5 separate regions of the Mus musculus genome follow, and regions 1, 2, 3 and 4 are each linked to region 5. The links are chromatin contacts, called in public HiChIP or PLAC-seq maps. All regions are on one chromosome and are shown on one strand. The core of a region is the stretch at or near the end of the contact, and the rest is flanking DNA. Distances in the headings are between cores, read along the strand shown.

Evidence for each region. HiChIP or PLAC-seq counts read pairs in DNA pulled down with a chosen protein or histone mark.
Region 1: a CTCF HiChIP or PLAC-seq map of CD8 T cells shows a contact between it and region 5, with 6 read pairs. The contact joins the promoter of Bag6 here to the enhancer-like site in region 5. A contact is called at or near these places in 1 of 39 promoter capture datasets (the C10 cell line), 1 of 15 datasets of contacts at CTCF or cohesin (CD8 T cells), 1 of 484 Hi-C or Micro-C datasets (B cells), 3 of 115 datasets of contacts at active chromatin or transcription factors (the SCID.adh cell line, large pre-B cells and microglia) and 3 of 9 other capture datasets (adipose tissue, liver and macrophages).
Region 2: a contact with region 5 is called in a FOXA1 HiChIP or PLAC-seq map of pancreatic cancer cells. The contact joins the promoter of Cchcr1 here to the enhancer-like site in region 5. A contact is called at or near these places in 4 of 39 promoter capture datasets (the C10 cell line, HPC-7-derived erythroid cells, cranial neural crest and 1 more), 1 of 15 datasets of contacts at CTCF or cohesin (large pre-B cells), 2 of 115 datasets of contacts at active chromatin or transcription factors (effector CD8 T cells and pancreatic cancer cells) and 2 of 9 other capture datasets (liver and macrophages).
Region 3: a contact with region 5 is called in a BATF HiChIP or PLAC-seq map of CD8 T cells, with 5 read pairs. The contact joins the promoter of Clic1 here to the enhancer-like site in region 5. A contact is called at or near these places in 1 of 39 promoter capture datasets (the C10 cell line), 3 of 115 datasets of contacts at active chromatin or transcription factors (CD8 T cells, embryonic stem cells and pancreatic cancer cells) and 1 of 9 other capture datasets (liver).
Region 4: a FOXA1 HiChIP or PLAC-seq map of pancreatic cancer cells shows a contact between it and region 5. The contact joins two enhancer-like sites. A contact is called at or near these places in 1 of 115 datasets of contacts at active chromatin or transcription factors (pancreatic cancer cells) and 1 of 9 other capture datasets (liver).

The regions. Positions count from the first base shown.
Region 1 is chr17:35,134,085-35,136,784 of GRCm38.p6, reverse strand. It overlaps Bag6 (BCL2-associated athanogene 6), which reads right to left and starts at 1,285. Exons shown (of 26, transcript NM_001372261.1): 1 at 1,157-1,285; 2 at 550-670. The coding sequence starts at 657.
Region 2 is chr17:35,515,978-35,518,695 of GRCm38.p6, reverse strand. It overlaps Cchcr1 (coiled-coil alpha-helical rod protein 1), which reads right to left and starts at 1,443. Exons shown (of 18, transcript NM_001372297.1): 1 at 757-1,443; 2 at 413-479; 3 at 104-317. The coding sequence starts at 954. It overlaps Tcf19 (transcription factor 19), which reads left to right and starts at 1,872. Exons shown (of 4, transcript NM_001163764.1): 1 at 1,872-1,937; 2 at 2,266-2,718. The coding sequence starts at 2,581.
Region 3 is chr17:35,048,992-35,051,910 of GRCm38.p6, reverse strand. It overlaps Clic1 (chloride intracellular channel 1), which reads right to left and starts at 1,668. Exons shown (of 6, transcript NM_033444.2): 1 at 1,425-1,668. The coding sequence starts at 1,463. Gm23421 (a small nuclear RNA gene) reads right to left here and starts at 2,693; the gene lies at 2,590-2,693.
Region 4 is chr17:35,555,677-35,558,493 of GRCm38.p6, reverse strand. It overlaps Cdsn (corneodesmosin), which reads right to left. Exons shown (of 2, transcript NM_001008424.2): 2 at 1,314-2,817. The coding sequence ends at 2,233. Among named protein-coding and RNA genes, the nearest start is that of Cdsn, 5.0 kb to the right of the region's middle. Within about 2 kb of position 1,428, at least 121 of the 459 cell types and tissues checked have an H3K27ac peak or open chromatin away from gene starts, as enhancers often do. A contact at or near this core is called in pancreatic cancer cells, where this site is marked.
Region 5 is chr17:35,300,591-35,303,514 of GRCm38.p6, reverse strand. No RefSeq gene overlaps it. Among named protein-coding and RNA genes, the nearest start is that of H2-Q1, 18 kb to the left of the region's middle. Within about 2 kb of position 1,629, at least 127 of the 459 cell types and tissues checked have an H3K27ac peak or open chromatin away from gene starts, as enhancers often do. A contact at or near this core is called in B cells, CD8 T cells, the SCID.adh cell line and 3 more, where this site is marked.

The DNA.
Region 1 (2,700 bases), core at 36-2,535, 170 kb after region 5:
AAGTCTATGTGGCTTTTTAAATATCTGCTTTAAAAACCACAAAAATGACCTCCTCATGGTGGTTGTCTCAAAGAATTATGCAGTGGCCACAGTGCACTAAGGTCAGGAGGCTCAAACCATGCCTCAGCTATTGACAAGTCTACTTCACAGTGGATGAAAGCAGGTTTCCTTAATCTTATAAAAATAGTACCAAGCTGTGAACACTCTGTTTAAAAAAAAAAAAAAAAAACCCACACCAAACTTGTCTGAGGTCCCTGTGACACACCATTCTTGTCCAAGGTGCCCCCTGTGTTGTGTCTGGTCCCAAAGGCCAGAGTCATGTCTGTCTCTTTGGGCTGGGGTCTGCACAGAACAGGTATAGATCCCTCCTCTCTACTTTCCTCTTCACTGAGTTCTGTCAAAGTGAAGACAGACTCCAAATCGGCCTCACTCAACAGTAACCACATCCCCTCACTCAATAGGTACATCAGATGTCCTATCCAGTAAGGGACAAAAGAGTCAATGACAAGAAAATCAGGCGCATCCTTCTACAAAGTACTGGTGTCTCACCTGGGCCCCCACAATAAAAGTCCGAGTCTGAGAGTCCAGGGTCTTCACCAGTACCTCCAGGCTGTCAGGCTCCTCCATAGCGGTACTGGCACTATCACTCGGCTCCATGGCCGACAGCTCTCTAAAGAAGAACGAGGGGGGGGGGTTCGCTGTCGGTCGCACTGTATTTTATACACCCGGAAGCCTCTCTGGACCCAATCTCCGCCCCAATCCCTTCAAAGTTTCTCATACACAAGCAGATATATTCATCCTCCTTCTCATCCCCCCTTTTTGATTCGGGGGCACAGGAACAGAAACACAAAGGGTAGGAGATCGACGGCATAGGGAGATGAAGGACGAGAGGTGGGAGGGGCTCCACCATGCCAATCACAATAGGGAGAGCCAGTTGGGCTAGGAATCAGGGAAGCAAGCACGAGACCGACCAGAGGCCAGTGTCATCACCGGTCGCGACCGAGCAAGCGCCCGAGAGATCGGGAAATCCTAGGACAACGCGAGGGGTGGGGGGAGGGTCGCGCTAGACTCGGCAGAGAAAAGTGGCTTCGCGCACGCGCAGCACCACAATCGAACCCGCCTAAATCACCACCGACCCAAGACCGCGGACACTCACGGGAGGCTGGACGGGCTCGCTGACCGCCCCCGCCTTCCGCCTCCGCCTCTCCTCGGTATTCCAGCAACACGACTTAACCAACACGCGACCAAACACATACAAACACACATACACAGCCCACCACCCTGTGGCTCCGCCCCCGACGTCCCCACGGTACCGTCACTTCCGGTCTCCCCCAACCTGGCACCAAGGGCCACTTCCGTTTCCCCGATCGTATTTGGGGGGATCTCGAGGCGGTACTTCCGGCTCCCCCAGTCTCCCCCGATTTACTTTCGTGGGGCACGATGAGAAAGTCCACAGCCCCGAACAGTGAGTTTCTGGGGGGCGAGACGGGCCCGGGCCGGCCGAGATGGGAGGGAGCCGACCACCCGGAGGAGCCGCCGCCGCCGCCGTCGTCGCCCGGGGGACCGCACTGCGCCTGCGTGAGCGGCGCCACGCGTGCGCACACTCTAAGTACTTCCCCGCCCCCCTCCGGCTATGTGCGTTTCTTCCCTGCGCGCGCCAGAGTGCAACCGGACCGGGGTGGCTACTGGAAACGCCTAAAGAAAAATGACTGAGTGAGATGCTGTAATTTCCTCGAGAAAAATTGTGAGACTTGTGTGGAGTGCACCTCGTTAATCAACGTCCCATCTTGATGGTCAGAGACGTTTACAGGCACAATTCTAACTACCTAAAACTCTGCAAGACCTCTGGTCCTCCCATCATTTCTGTTCTTCCGGAAGCCACTCTTTTTCGTGGACGGCTGGTGGCGTTCCGCGGGCTGTGTTTGCTTGTGCCCGACTCTAGTTCCTGGCGGGATTAGGCCGGTTGGGCTCTTTGCAGACTTTGAGCATCCTGTTTATTGAGATCTCCGAGGGAGTGCCATGTTTAAGGATAAAAAAAAATTCTATTGCATTTTTTGGTTTTGAGACATTTCTGCTGCTTTTTAAGAGCTTTGTAGAAAAAAAGAAAGAAAAGAGAACGGGTGCCTTGCGGATCAGATTAAAGGACAAGACTTTAAGAAGGGACCAAGGGAATGGAGAGATGGCTCAAGAGATGAAGAGCACTGTCTGCTCTTCCAGAGGTCCTGAGTTCAATTCCCAGCAACTACATGGTGGCTCACAACCATCCGTAATGAGATCTGACACCCTCTTCTGGTGTGTCTGAAGACAGCGACAGTGTACTCACATACATAAAATAAATAAATCTTTAAAAAAGGAAAAGAAAAGCCGGGCGTGGTGGTGCACACCTTTAATCCCAGCACTTGGGAGGCAGAGGCAGGCGGATTTCTGAGTTCGAGGCCAGCCTGGTCTACAAAGTGAGTTCAAGGACAGCCAGGGCTACACAGAGAAACCCTGTCTCAAAAACAAACAAATAAAATAAAATAAATAAAATAAAATAAAATAAAATAGAAAAGAAAAGAAGGAAGAAAAAGAAAGGGGATTGAAAGGCCCACCGCCAAGGGAGTTGAACGGTTAAGTTTTTCTCTCTCTGCATTCTTCCCCACTTATTCTTAGATGCCAGTACTGATGAGACTTCCAGTAAGCATTGTATGATGAGACTTT
Region 2 (2,718 bases), core at 194-2,693, 220 kb before region 5:
TAGAAAAACCACACAAGTTATAGAACCAGGGGCTGAAATGAAGGCATGCGTGTATGAAGGACCATGTGTCAGTCTGAGGAAGAGGTGATTGGCAGATCCCTACCTGCCTCTCCGCCCTAGCCCCTGCCCATCTCCACAGAAATCCTGTCCCCACGTGGTCACTGTCGACCTCTGAGCATCTAGCCGTCTCTCTAAGACATCTTGGCTGGCCGGAGATTGGACCAAGGGAACGTCTGAAGCCCAGGTCGGGGCCATTCTTGGCAGAGTTGGAAGGGGCCGAGCTTGGAAGTGGGAGGGAGGAACCAGCCCAGCAAAACCTGAGGGGGTCACAAGAATAAAGACTGTCAGATTCTGAGAGAGGGGGAGAGGGAAGAGGGAGATGATCCTGGTCTCCTTGACTAGCCTCACTGACCTGACGGTGGCAACATCTTCCTGTTATATGAATCCTGTAGCTCTTGTCTCCAGTCACCTATGTTCCCCTGGACAATAGGAGAAACAAGGATACTTCAATTCAATTTTTCAGGCCACCTTCCAAAGAAAAAGCCCTATAAAAACAAAGTCATAATCCTTAAGTTACTGACAGGTCTATCGGGCTGTACGCTTCTCTTTTCCTACTTCCCTAAGGCACACGGTAACCAAACCACTTGCTTGTCCCAACTACGCTCCTGATAGAATGAACCAGGCAACAACCCTAAGGTAAATTTACTGAGACGAGGCTTCCTTCTACTTACAGGAATGTGGGTGGTGTGCCTTTACCTTCCTCCTTAAGTGTCTACGGTCCCTGCAGCTCAGGACTCTCTGGACACAGTATAAGGAGCCCACTCTCCACAGTCCTTGCCATGGAATGGTAGGGCCGTTGGGAAGCCCATCTAGGCACCATCGAGCCAGGATTTCTGAGTCATTTCCTATTAAAGAGTTAGCCCAAGGCCTGGTCCGGGAAGAATGAGGCCACATGTGGGGTTAAGCGTCTTCCCTAGGATCCCTGAGGAATCGGAGCAGCCGGGAGCCCGTTGCTGGGAAGCCAGCTTCCTGGCAACTCATCTGGGCCTCTCTGTAACGGGCCTCAGTTGCTCTCTATCCCCTCGGCTTCCATTCCCGATGCATCTCTCTTCGGAGTCCTACAGCATCTTCTTTCCCCCACTTCCATCAGAATTCAAGTTTTTGGGTTTTTTTTTTTTTCACTCAACCCCCGCGATTCCTACCCGTTTCTCTTCCTAGACCTAGTATGAGTCTTTTTCGATGGAATTATCTTGGTCGCTCCCTGTCCTGTCTCCCCCACTTCTCTCCCGCACACACCCCGGGCTAATCCCCGTCAGGACCCTGAACTCTGAGGCTGTCTTGACCTCCTCATCTATCCTTTGACCCAGCTCCTGCACCCCTCTTGCCCTGTGGATCCCCTCCGCCCCCCTTGCGCCCCCTCTCAGACTCTTCCCGCCCCCAACTGACTCTCCCCGAACGCCCCTTACCCAGCGCGAGATCCGCCCTCTTGCCACGCCCCTTACACCTAGCACCCAGTCTAGACGCCACACCCAGATCACGCATGCGCGGGGCGGCGGGCTGCTCTACAGCTCCATTTCTCCCTACCGGAAATAGGAAGAAGAAAGGTGCAAGCAGGCACCCTGACGCCCCAAACTTTCTCCGCGCCCTGACGGCCCCTCCTCTCCCCGGGAACCCGGGAAAACGTGCCGGCCAATCAGAAGTGGCGGAGAGCGGGAGATGAGCAACTCCCCCCTGCGCATCGGCCAATAGAGCAAATGGGTGCAACTCAGATGGCCAATCAGAAGCAGCCGGCGGGGGGGCGGGCTCGCGGGCGCGAAGTCGGACCCGGGAATTCCGAAGGAGGAGTCTGCGCAGCGCGCGCGCGCGCCTTCACCCAAGCCCCGCCTTCGGGGCGGCTTCCTTGGCTGTCAAACCTCGGCGGGAGCGCGGGACGCAGGGTACGGAATCCCTTCCTCAGTTTACCCCGCGAGCGAAAAAAAGAAAGGGTGAGATCCACTTTGTTACAGAATTAGGGACCCGTCTGCGCCGCCCTTTGCGGGTGACAGTGGATTCACTTCCCTTAGGGGAACTGATCCGAAGAGCGGGGGTGGGGGGGAAAGATGGAAGGGGTGCGCTACTTGGATTAGAAAGTTTAACCATAAATTCCCTGACTCCAGGTTACACTTAGGGAGAAGACCCGTGTCACACGCACGTTTGTGTACCAGGGCCCCTTCACCCCCTCTGCCTGTTCCCAGTTGCGGTTTAAACTAGCTTTGCCTTGCACAGATTGTCGGAGGCTCCCGGATGTTGAGCCGCCTGAGGATCCGGCTTCACTGAGGTGCCACAAGACGTCTTCCTGGTTTTGCATCGCATCAGGACTTTACTGGAATTGCTTTTTAAACCTCATCTTGACAGCCTCTGTCTTGGTGCATATCCAGGCCTCTGGCGCTCTGAATCTGCACTGCTTAAGTTGGCATTAGGCACAATACTTAGCTGTTGACATCAGAGAGAACTGAATTGAAGCCCACGGTGCATGACCCAGGAGTAGGAGAGGGAATGGACTTCTGAGGTGGGCAAAGTGGTGCAGAGGGGGCACCCCCCATGCTGCCCTGTTTCCAGCTGCTGCGTATAGGGGGCGGCAGGGGCGGTGACCTCTACACCTTCCACCCCCCGTCCAAGTCTGGCTGCACCTATCGATTGGGCTGCAGGGCCGACCTGTGTGATGTGGCCCTGCGGCCC
Region 3 (2,919 bases), core at 419-2,918, 250 kb after region 5:
CAGCAGCTTCCTTCCTGGCAAGGAAGTGGGGGCAGGGACCTATACACACAGAGGCCTAGGCAGCTGCCGCCACTCCTACAGTTCCCCAAACCCTCACTCATGTCCTCTGGTCCTCTAAGATCCTCGTCACAGGACAAAGGGCCAGGATCTCTACAGCATCTCCTCGCCCAGGGTAAAAATAGCCCCTGGAGGCGAGTGTGAGGTGGGGACCACACCTAAGGGGCGGACCCAGGCTCCAGTTCACTTCCCTGGGCCAAGAAACTGGGAAAGGCAGCCAGAGAAAACCCAGAAAAAAAAGATAGAGAAAAACAGAACACCGACACACAGACGGGAAGAACGAAAGGAATGCCAAGAGAGGCCGAGAAGCAAAAAACGAGTGCGAATGTGCTCACTGGGAGAGGACCTGCCCGGAGAGGAAGGGACGTGCACGGGGGTATGGGGAAGGGTGGTGCCGGAGGGGACAGGCCTGGGCAGAGGAGGAGCGCGGCAGCCAGCGGTTTCCGAACCCAAAAGCCAAAAGCCTAGCACCAGCTTGCCTTGACCACACCCACAGAGAGGATAGTGTAAAGGGGGAGGGCTCAGGGGGAGGGGGCTTTTTCTTCCAGCCCGGTATCAGCCCGGCATTTACATCTAACCCAAGGAGTCTCCTGTCCCCTTTGGAGCTCTCCTCTCCTCTCTTCATAAGTAACTACTGCTAAACTTTAATCTCCTTCCTGCCTCAGCTGGGGGATAGTCATCTCAGCCACTGATTGTGCTGCTTCTTCGTGAAGGCTCTTTCCTTCCACCATGCGACACACTCATCCTTCAACCCTACCAGATTCTTATTCATTCTCTCTCTCTCTCTCTCTCTCTCTCTCTCTCTCTCTCTCTCTCCTCTCCTCTCCTCTCCTCTCCTCTCCTCTCCTCTCCTCTCCTCTCCTCTCCTCTCCTCTCCTCTCCTCTCCTCTCCTCTCCTCTCCTCTCCTCTTTTTCTCCCTCTCTCCCTCCCTCTTTCTCGCTCTCTCCCCACGTTCTCTCTGCCCCATCTTTCATTTTTCTCTTTCTTTCATAGGGCCACACGTCGTAGCCAACTCTCCTGACCTTCTCGAACCCCACCACTGTCCCTTTCTCGGTCCTTCTCTTGTCTGGATCCCCCTGGATCCCGCACCGAACCCCATTCACTCTCTCATTCCTGAAACTTTACCTTTCTCCCCTTTAGGCTGCTGGAAACCTCTTCTATAAACTTCCCAGGGCGAGTCTAGCACTCCCATTACCGTCTCACAAGTCGTGTCTGCCCGCCCACCCTGCCCCCAGCAAAACAGCACCGGGGCTGGGAGTGGGGTCAACTAGGAAGGGGTTGGGGAGTTTGAGCTGGAGCCCAGGAGAGGGGAGGACTGACTTGCAGAAATCCTGAGAGTGGCCAAAGAAAGAGAAAGTGTTCTTACCTTCACGAACAGTTCGACCTGAGGTTGTTCTTCAGCCATGGTTGCGTCGGGGACCAGGAAGCAGCCGTCGCTGGGGGAACTGGGAGGGGCCGGGGCAAGGGAAGGCGGGTCTCACGGTCCGGGATTCTCTCCTCCAGACTCAGGGCTGTCCCTTCGGCGCAACCCAAGTCCGATCAGACCCTTTAGTTCGCTCCAACACGGCTTCCCCACAGGCCCAGTGCACCCCACACCCAGCTGCTCCACCTCGGTCCCTCCTGTTTAGCTCAGGGAGCAGCTGACTCACCGGCCGGCCCCGCCCTGGACCTGGGGAGGGGACATGAGGGGAGGGGACACGGGGATCGTGGGAGTGGGTCCGGGACTGAAGTCAGAGGTCTCGGGATCCCAGGGATAAGGTGTTAGAAGGGAAGTCCGGGGGCTTCCTCGATTCCCTGACCTCTCCTAAACACAGCAGCATTTTCGTGCCTCAGTTTCCTCGCTTCGTTAATGAGAAGGGTGGCCACTATCAAACAGGGAAGCTTGACACTAGCGAAGTGACCACGGAGGTGCAGAAAGGGAGTTTGAGGATGCAAGGGTTCTGCGTTTTGTTTTGTTTTGTTTTGTTTTCAGTTATCCAGTCAGTCTTCTGGTTTGCTGGGACTGTGCTCTGCGTGTGTGGAGGGGGATCGGGAAGGAGATAGTGAGCTGAGGACTACAGATTGGCAAAGGGCACTCCAAGACACAGGCCGCCAGAGGCCAGGAGGCCTGATGCAGGGGAAACAGGAAGCTGAGCCCAGGCTTCACGGCAGGGGGCGGTCCTCTGGAAGCCTGGCCAAGCTTAGACTTTCCCCAACCCGGGCCCCTTACCCTCCTCTCAATGGTGAATGTTGCCTTGGAGACTTATCCTGGTTCTAGGATAGCACTGGGCTCATCCTGGGGTGGGTGGGGTAGCGACTGGTTCTATCACGGGAAGAAAAAAAGGAAAGGTCAGACAGGTCAGTGTGAGCAGAGTCTTGGGGGACATCTAAGTAAATAAGACGGGGGGGGGGGTGTCACTTTCCCTGGGAGGCCTGATTCTGGAGGGTCTAACTTTAGTATAAAGATAGAACTTTACTACCTATTTTTTTTCACTTCAGTATCTTTTAATTACCCACCTATACAAATGATTTTAGATAAAGCACAGGCAAATAAAAATATGGAATGCCTTACAAATTTGCGTGACATCCTTCCGCAGGGGCCATGCTAATCTCTGTATCTTTCCAATTTTAGTGTGAGTGCTACTGAAGAGAGCTCTACTACTCGTGTGTGTGTGTGTGTGTGTGTGTGTGTGTGTGTGTGTTTGTGTATTTTGGTTTTTAGTGACAGGGTTTCTCTGTGTGGTTGAGGCTGTCCTGGAACTCACTCTGTAGACCAGGCTGGCCTCAAATTCAGAAATCCGACTACCTCTGCCTCCCAGGTGCTGGGATTACAGGCATGCGCCACCACTGCCCTGCCTACTACTTCTACCTTTTTTAAAAAC
Region 4 (2,817 bases), core at 179-2,678, 260 kb before region 5:
GGCTGCCTGAGGACACACACTCGCTATTGGCTGATTTCTCTAGCTCCACCCCCATCCCATCCTCACCAGCCATCAGTGATAAGCCCTTCCCTGAACTAGCCAGCAGGGAACCTTAAAGCTTAGTTCCCGGTTTTGAGGTGACATACACCAACTGCGCCCAATTTTGGTTTTGTTATCTTGAGACAGGGTCTTGCTATGTAGCTCTGACTCTCTTGGAGCTTCGTAGACCAGGCTAGCCTCGAACACACAGATGCTTACCTGCCACTGCCTCCCAAGTGCTGGGATTAGAGGAATGTGCCACCATGCTTGCTTTGGCTTTGCCCACATGTTTAACGTGAACTGTACCAGAGACTAGAGGAGTCCCATGTAAATGTTAGCTTCTCCTGAGGTTCTCACCCTTGGAGACTATGAGGGCTGTGCCTCCTGGCACTGTCTGGACCAACGACTCTTTAAATATATATATTTATAAATTATATATATATATGCATATATATATGTATATATACATATACATATATATATATATATATAGTTTCATGTATATGAGTACACCACTGTAGCTGTCTTCAGACACACCAGAAGAGGGCATCAGGTCCCATTACAGATGGTTGTGAGCCACCATGTGGTTGCTGGGATTTGAATTCAGGACCTCTGGAAGAGCAGTCAGTGCTCTTAACCTCTGAGCCATCCAGCGGACCAGTGACTCCTTAGTAGACCTTGAAGCCTGACTTAGATCCCAGGGCATCTGTGGTCAGTTCAGGGTGAAGCCACTGTGGACTGGGCACCTGCTCTCTCCTTCCTAACGGGAGGGGGAAGGGCCGGACATGAGGGCAGAAGTGAGCCTTGTGCATGGAACGAGGATCTTCCTAGAGGGATACACACACCCTTCTGTCCTTCCCAGGCTAATGTCTGCCACAGTGCTCTCACCACAGAGCTTGGGCTGAGGAGGTGACACTGTGGCTTTGTCTATCACAGAACCTCATTAAGTAGGCCGGTGAGTCACCTCTCACGCTAGGATGTTTTCTCTCCCCACCCCCAGCTCCCAGAACACCCAGGCTCCTGCTCAGTCGTCAGGAATCTTGCCTGGCCTGGTCCAGCGTCCCAGAAACTCAAGATCGGCATTATGGCCTCTCAGAGATGACGGAGTTTAGAAGGTGAGGCTCACTCATGGAGAAGGCTAGGCGGGAGAGGAGAGAATGAGGGCTTTTTGGAGGGAAGGGAGGACTCCAGTGTCCGTGGGAAGCACAGAGGGGACAAATTTCTTGGAGGTGAGACAGGGAGAGGAAGGATCTGGACAGCAGGCAACTCGGTTGTCAGCTCAATCAATATTTATTGTTTTCCTTCTCTGTGGGAGGAGGGGTAATATAGGAAACACTGAGCCAAGTTATGAATGGAAATGGGAGACGTGAGCCCTCTAGAGGCACGGGAGGTGTACTACCAGACCCTCTAGAGGCACGGGAGGTGTACTACCAGGCCCTCTAGAGGCACGGGAGGTGTACTACCAGGCCCTCTAGAAGCACAGGAGGTCTACTACCCAGGAACTAAGAAGAGACCTTGGACCCCAAGAAGGCAAATAGTCTGCACAAAGTCCACAAAGTTTATTGAGCCCTGTCTAGGATCCAGAGGGAACTGGGAGTCTGTGCCAGATTCTGTGGCTGCCCTGGGGCACACACACACACAGAGTAACATCTGTGCTGTGGATGAAGCACAACCAGGCAGAAACCGACATGGAGAGCTGGGGAAGGAGAGGCACAGGTGTGCTGGAAATGGGTCTGGTAGGGTGTGGTGAAACTCATGATGAATGGTGGGAACCCAACAATTTAGAGGGCTGACTGAACGGATGGTGGGGGGGGGGGGGTCGCTGAGACATGCAGTTTGGTTCTCAGGCGATGGATTGGACTTTGCCTTATTTGGCAAACGGGCAGAAGCATGCTTGACTTATCCAGGCACCCAAGGTTGAGGTGTGCGTTCGAGGACTTCCCAGTCAAAAAAGTGTGTTTTAAGGCAGGTAATCGGACAGAGAGAACACCCCAGCAGCATGGTGCAGAAGCACCAGGAAAAGACGAGGAGGATGGAGTCCACCATTTGGAGTGTTGAATAAAGTCAAGAGCATCATCCGGCTAACCGCAGCATGTGAGGCAGCTCTCCCGGGGGGAGGGCAGGAAACTGGGCCCCTGGACGTCTTCCAGTTGGGAGGTGACTGGCAATTGGAAAATAGCTGGCATGCGTGACTTAAGACTTCTCAAGTGGCTCTCCCTGTGGCTCTCCCTGTGGCAGAGAAACTTTGGGATCCATTAACTGGGGTCCCAAAGGCTTCACTTGGGTCAGAATGTTGCGGATGGAACGGCAGGGCACTCTTCCAGGGCTGTTGAGGCCACAGAGCTTGACACCCACGGAGGGGACAGGCTGAGGAGAGCCATTCAGACCACCATTCAACGGGGAGGAGGGAACAGAAAGGCAGGGGTAACCCGAAGAGGTAGATTTGCTGCCGCAGGGCTGAAGGACGATTTTGCCAGAGGAGAGGGAGGAGCTTCCCCCACTGATGGAGCCGGTGCCTGGTGAGGAGCAAGGACCCTGGGAAGGACCACCGCTGCAGGGGTGGTAGGAGGTACTGGAGCTGCTGGAGGTGATCTGAATTCTCGTACCCGAGCAAGGGCCCTTAGAGCTGACAGAGCCAGTGCCACAGGGCTGAACCCCGCCAGAGCCCACGGGCTGGAACGCAACGCCCACTGGGTAGCCACTGGAACTGGAAGAGCCACGGCTGGGGATGATGGGGTTGCTAGAGAAGTACTTGCCCTCAGAGACTGGGGGCCCAGC
Region 5 (2,924 bases), core at 380-2,879:
CCTTTGAGGATGGAGGGCCTGTAACACCTGCAGCCATGATCGAGGCAGGGGTGGACCTGGCTTCAAAACAGATCCTGTCATTTTCATGTGACCCAGACACTTCCTGCTGCCCTCTGCCCCACCTCTGTAAGGAGTTTGCAGACCAGAGCAGTGTTTCTCAATATTCCTAATACTGCGACCCTTTAATTCCTGGTACTAACCCCAACCTTAAAGTTATTTTCAGTGTTACTTCATAACTGTAATTTTGCTACTGTTTTCTGATGGCCTTAAGCAACCCCTGTGAAAGAGTTGTTTGACCCCCAAAGGGGTCATGACCCACAAGTCCTAGAGTGAAGGTACATGCTTGACCAAGTTGTTTGGTTTTTGAGACAGGGTTTCTCTGTGCAGCCTTTGTTGTCTTGGAACTCTGTAGACCAGGCTGGACTCGAACTTAGAGACCCACCTGCCTCTACCTCCTAAGTGCTGGGACTGAAGGTGTGTGTCTCCACAGCCTGGCAACCTTGACCAAGTCTTGAACAAAAGCTAGGCTGGTTTGCAGACCTGTAACCCTGGCTAATTAGGGACCAGAAGCACTGGATGGAAAACCTGCTTCAGTTACAGAGTAAGTTCAAGGCCAGCCTGGACCACGTCTTAAAAGTAAAGGCTGGGACACAGCTCGGTGGCAGGAAGCCGTCCCTAGGTCCCATCTACAGCGTGGGGGAAATTCCAGGTGAAAGATGCTGTCAAGGGAAAAAAAGAGTAATTTGAGGTTATTTCCTTTACCCCATTCACTTCCCAGGGCCTTGGCTGGGGGCCTAAGTCCACCCAGACCCCGTCCCAGGCATCCATGCTCCTTTCTCACTTGTTACAACTTTCCCACCTACTCCACCACCCCCTTCTAGGTGTCAGACCTGGGGATCCCAGGCTTCTGGTTTTACCTTATAGCCCCGGGTGTTCTGGAACTTGCTATGTGGTTGAAGAATGCAGAGATCTGCTCTCCTGAGTTTTGGGATTGAAGGCATTCCCAGAGAAACCCAGGACCCTTTCTTTGTGTGGTCACATCAAGCTCAGCCGGTGTGTAGTTCAGTGAGGACACGGTCAACAGGCAGGAAGCCCTGGGGTAAATCCTGGGCAACAGCAACCACAAAAGGAAAAACAACTAATGCTCTGCTGTGGCGGGCTGTGCAGGGGATACCCGGTTTCTTAGTGTGGCCCTTCCTCAGTGTGAGCTGGACAGCTTCGCGGGCTTGTGAAGCTGGCCAGCAGTTCCTGAACTCTGCAGTCTGCAGTCTGGAGGGACATTTGACATAGAGCCCAGTCCATCTCCAAGATTCTTGGGAGCTGCGATGCGGAGCACGGCCGCCAGGGGGCAGCAGGACACAGGAATAGGAGCGGCTCCAGTTCCTGATCACCTAAGTGGCTGTGAGCTTTGAATGCTGGGAAAGGTAGGGAGTTGTGGTCGCCTATGCCCTCTTCATACCGAAGCAGCCAGGGATTTTCCTTTCAGCCCCAAATCCTCTGGTTTGTGGTTTTCACGGGTCCTTATGATCTTCGGACTGAAACACAACTTCTGAGCGAGATTACACCTCGGCTCCTCTCTAGATTGTGACTCAGCACCAACTCTCCAGTCACAGTGACATAGACACACACACACCATGGCATGCTGAGGTGAGGCATGAGGATCAAGTTGTAGGTGGGAAAGGTCAGGACTGGAGAGATGACTCAGAGGTTGAGAGCATTAACTGCTCTTCCAAAGGCCCTGAGTTGATTTCTCAGAAATCACGTGGTGGCTCACAACCATCTATAATGAGATCTGGCGCCCTCTTTTGGTGGCTATAGACATATGCAGGCAGAACACTGTGTACATAATAAATTTTTAAAATAAAATAAAGAATTCAAGGTCCACCTGAGCTACAACAAGGCATACAGCACAAACAGCATAAATGAACGAACACACAGGCTCCATAGACCAGTAGCATCAGGGGCCACTCTGTAGAAGGAATCACCCTTCCCTGGCTGATTCCCTAAGATCATTGTGTACACATCATTAGATGTACACGCCTACTGCAAGGGTCCCTAGAGTGCTGATCTAGGTTTGGAGGTGTTCCTATGCGCTGTAGTGACCCCCAATACTGTTCAGGTATCTCTTTCTTTACAGAAATCTTATTTCCCTTCATTTATTTTTCATTCTTTTAAAAAATATTTTTATTTATATGGGTGTTTTGCCTCCATGTATCTTGCGCGCGCTCAACTGGCCAGGAAGAACGACGCTGCAACAGGATCCTTCTGCACACGTTTATTGGGAGAGCTTGATTGTAGAGGCGAAAAGACCTCGAGCCCAGAACTGGTGCTGCTTTTATAGGCCTAGGAGAGGCGTGTCTCACACCCGGATTGGTTATGCACTATGCCTCATTTGCATGTTCCTCATCTGATTGGCTACTCTCTCTCAGTACCTCACAGAGCCTCATTATCATAACTCATTTGCATGTCTCACATCTGATTGGTTACTCTCTCTCAGTACCTTACAGAACCTCATTATCATACCTCATTTGCATGTCTCACATCTAATTGGTTATACTCTCAGTACCTTACAGAACCTCATTATCATGCCTGGGCCAGGCAGTGTCTTTGCAAAAAACTTTACTGCATATGTACACATTGGTTGTTTGTCCAATTTTATGCGTGGTGGCCAGCAGTAGTCAGTGCCACTCAGCAACGGCACATGTGGCTTCCCACACATGTATGTCTGTGCCCCACAAGCATGGAGTTCCCCAGGCCGCCAGAAGAGGGCACCCTACCCATCTAAGGCTGAGTTACAAGTGGATGAGAACTGGAACTGAACCCAGGTCCTCTGGAACAGCAGTGAGCATTCTTCACCTCGGAACAATCTCTGCAGCTCCATAATTTTATTCGGAAGTGACACCATTTTTATTTTTATGCCTTGG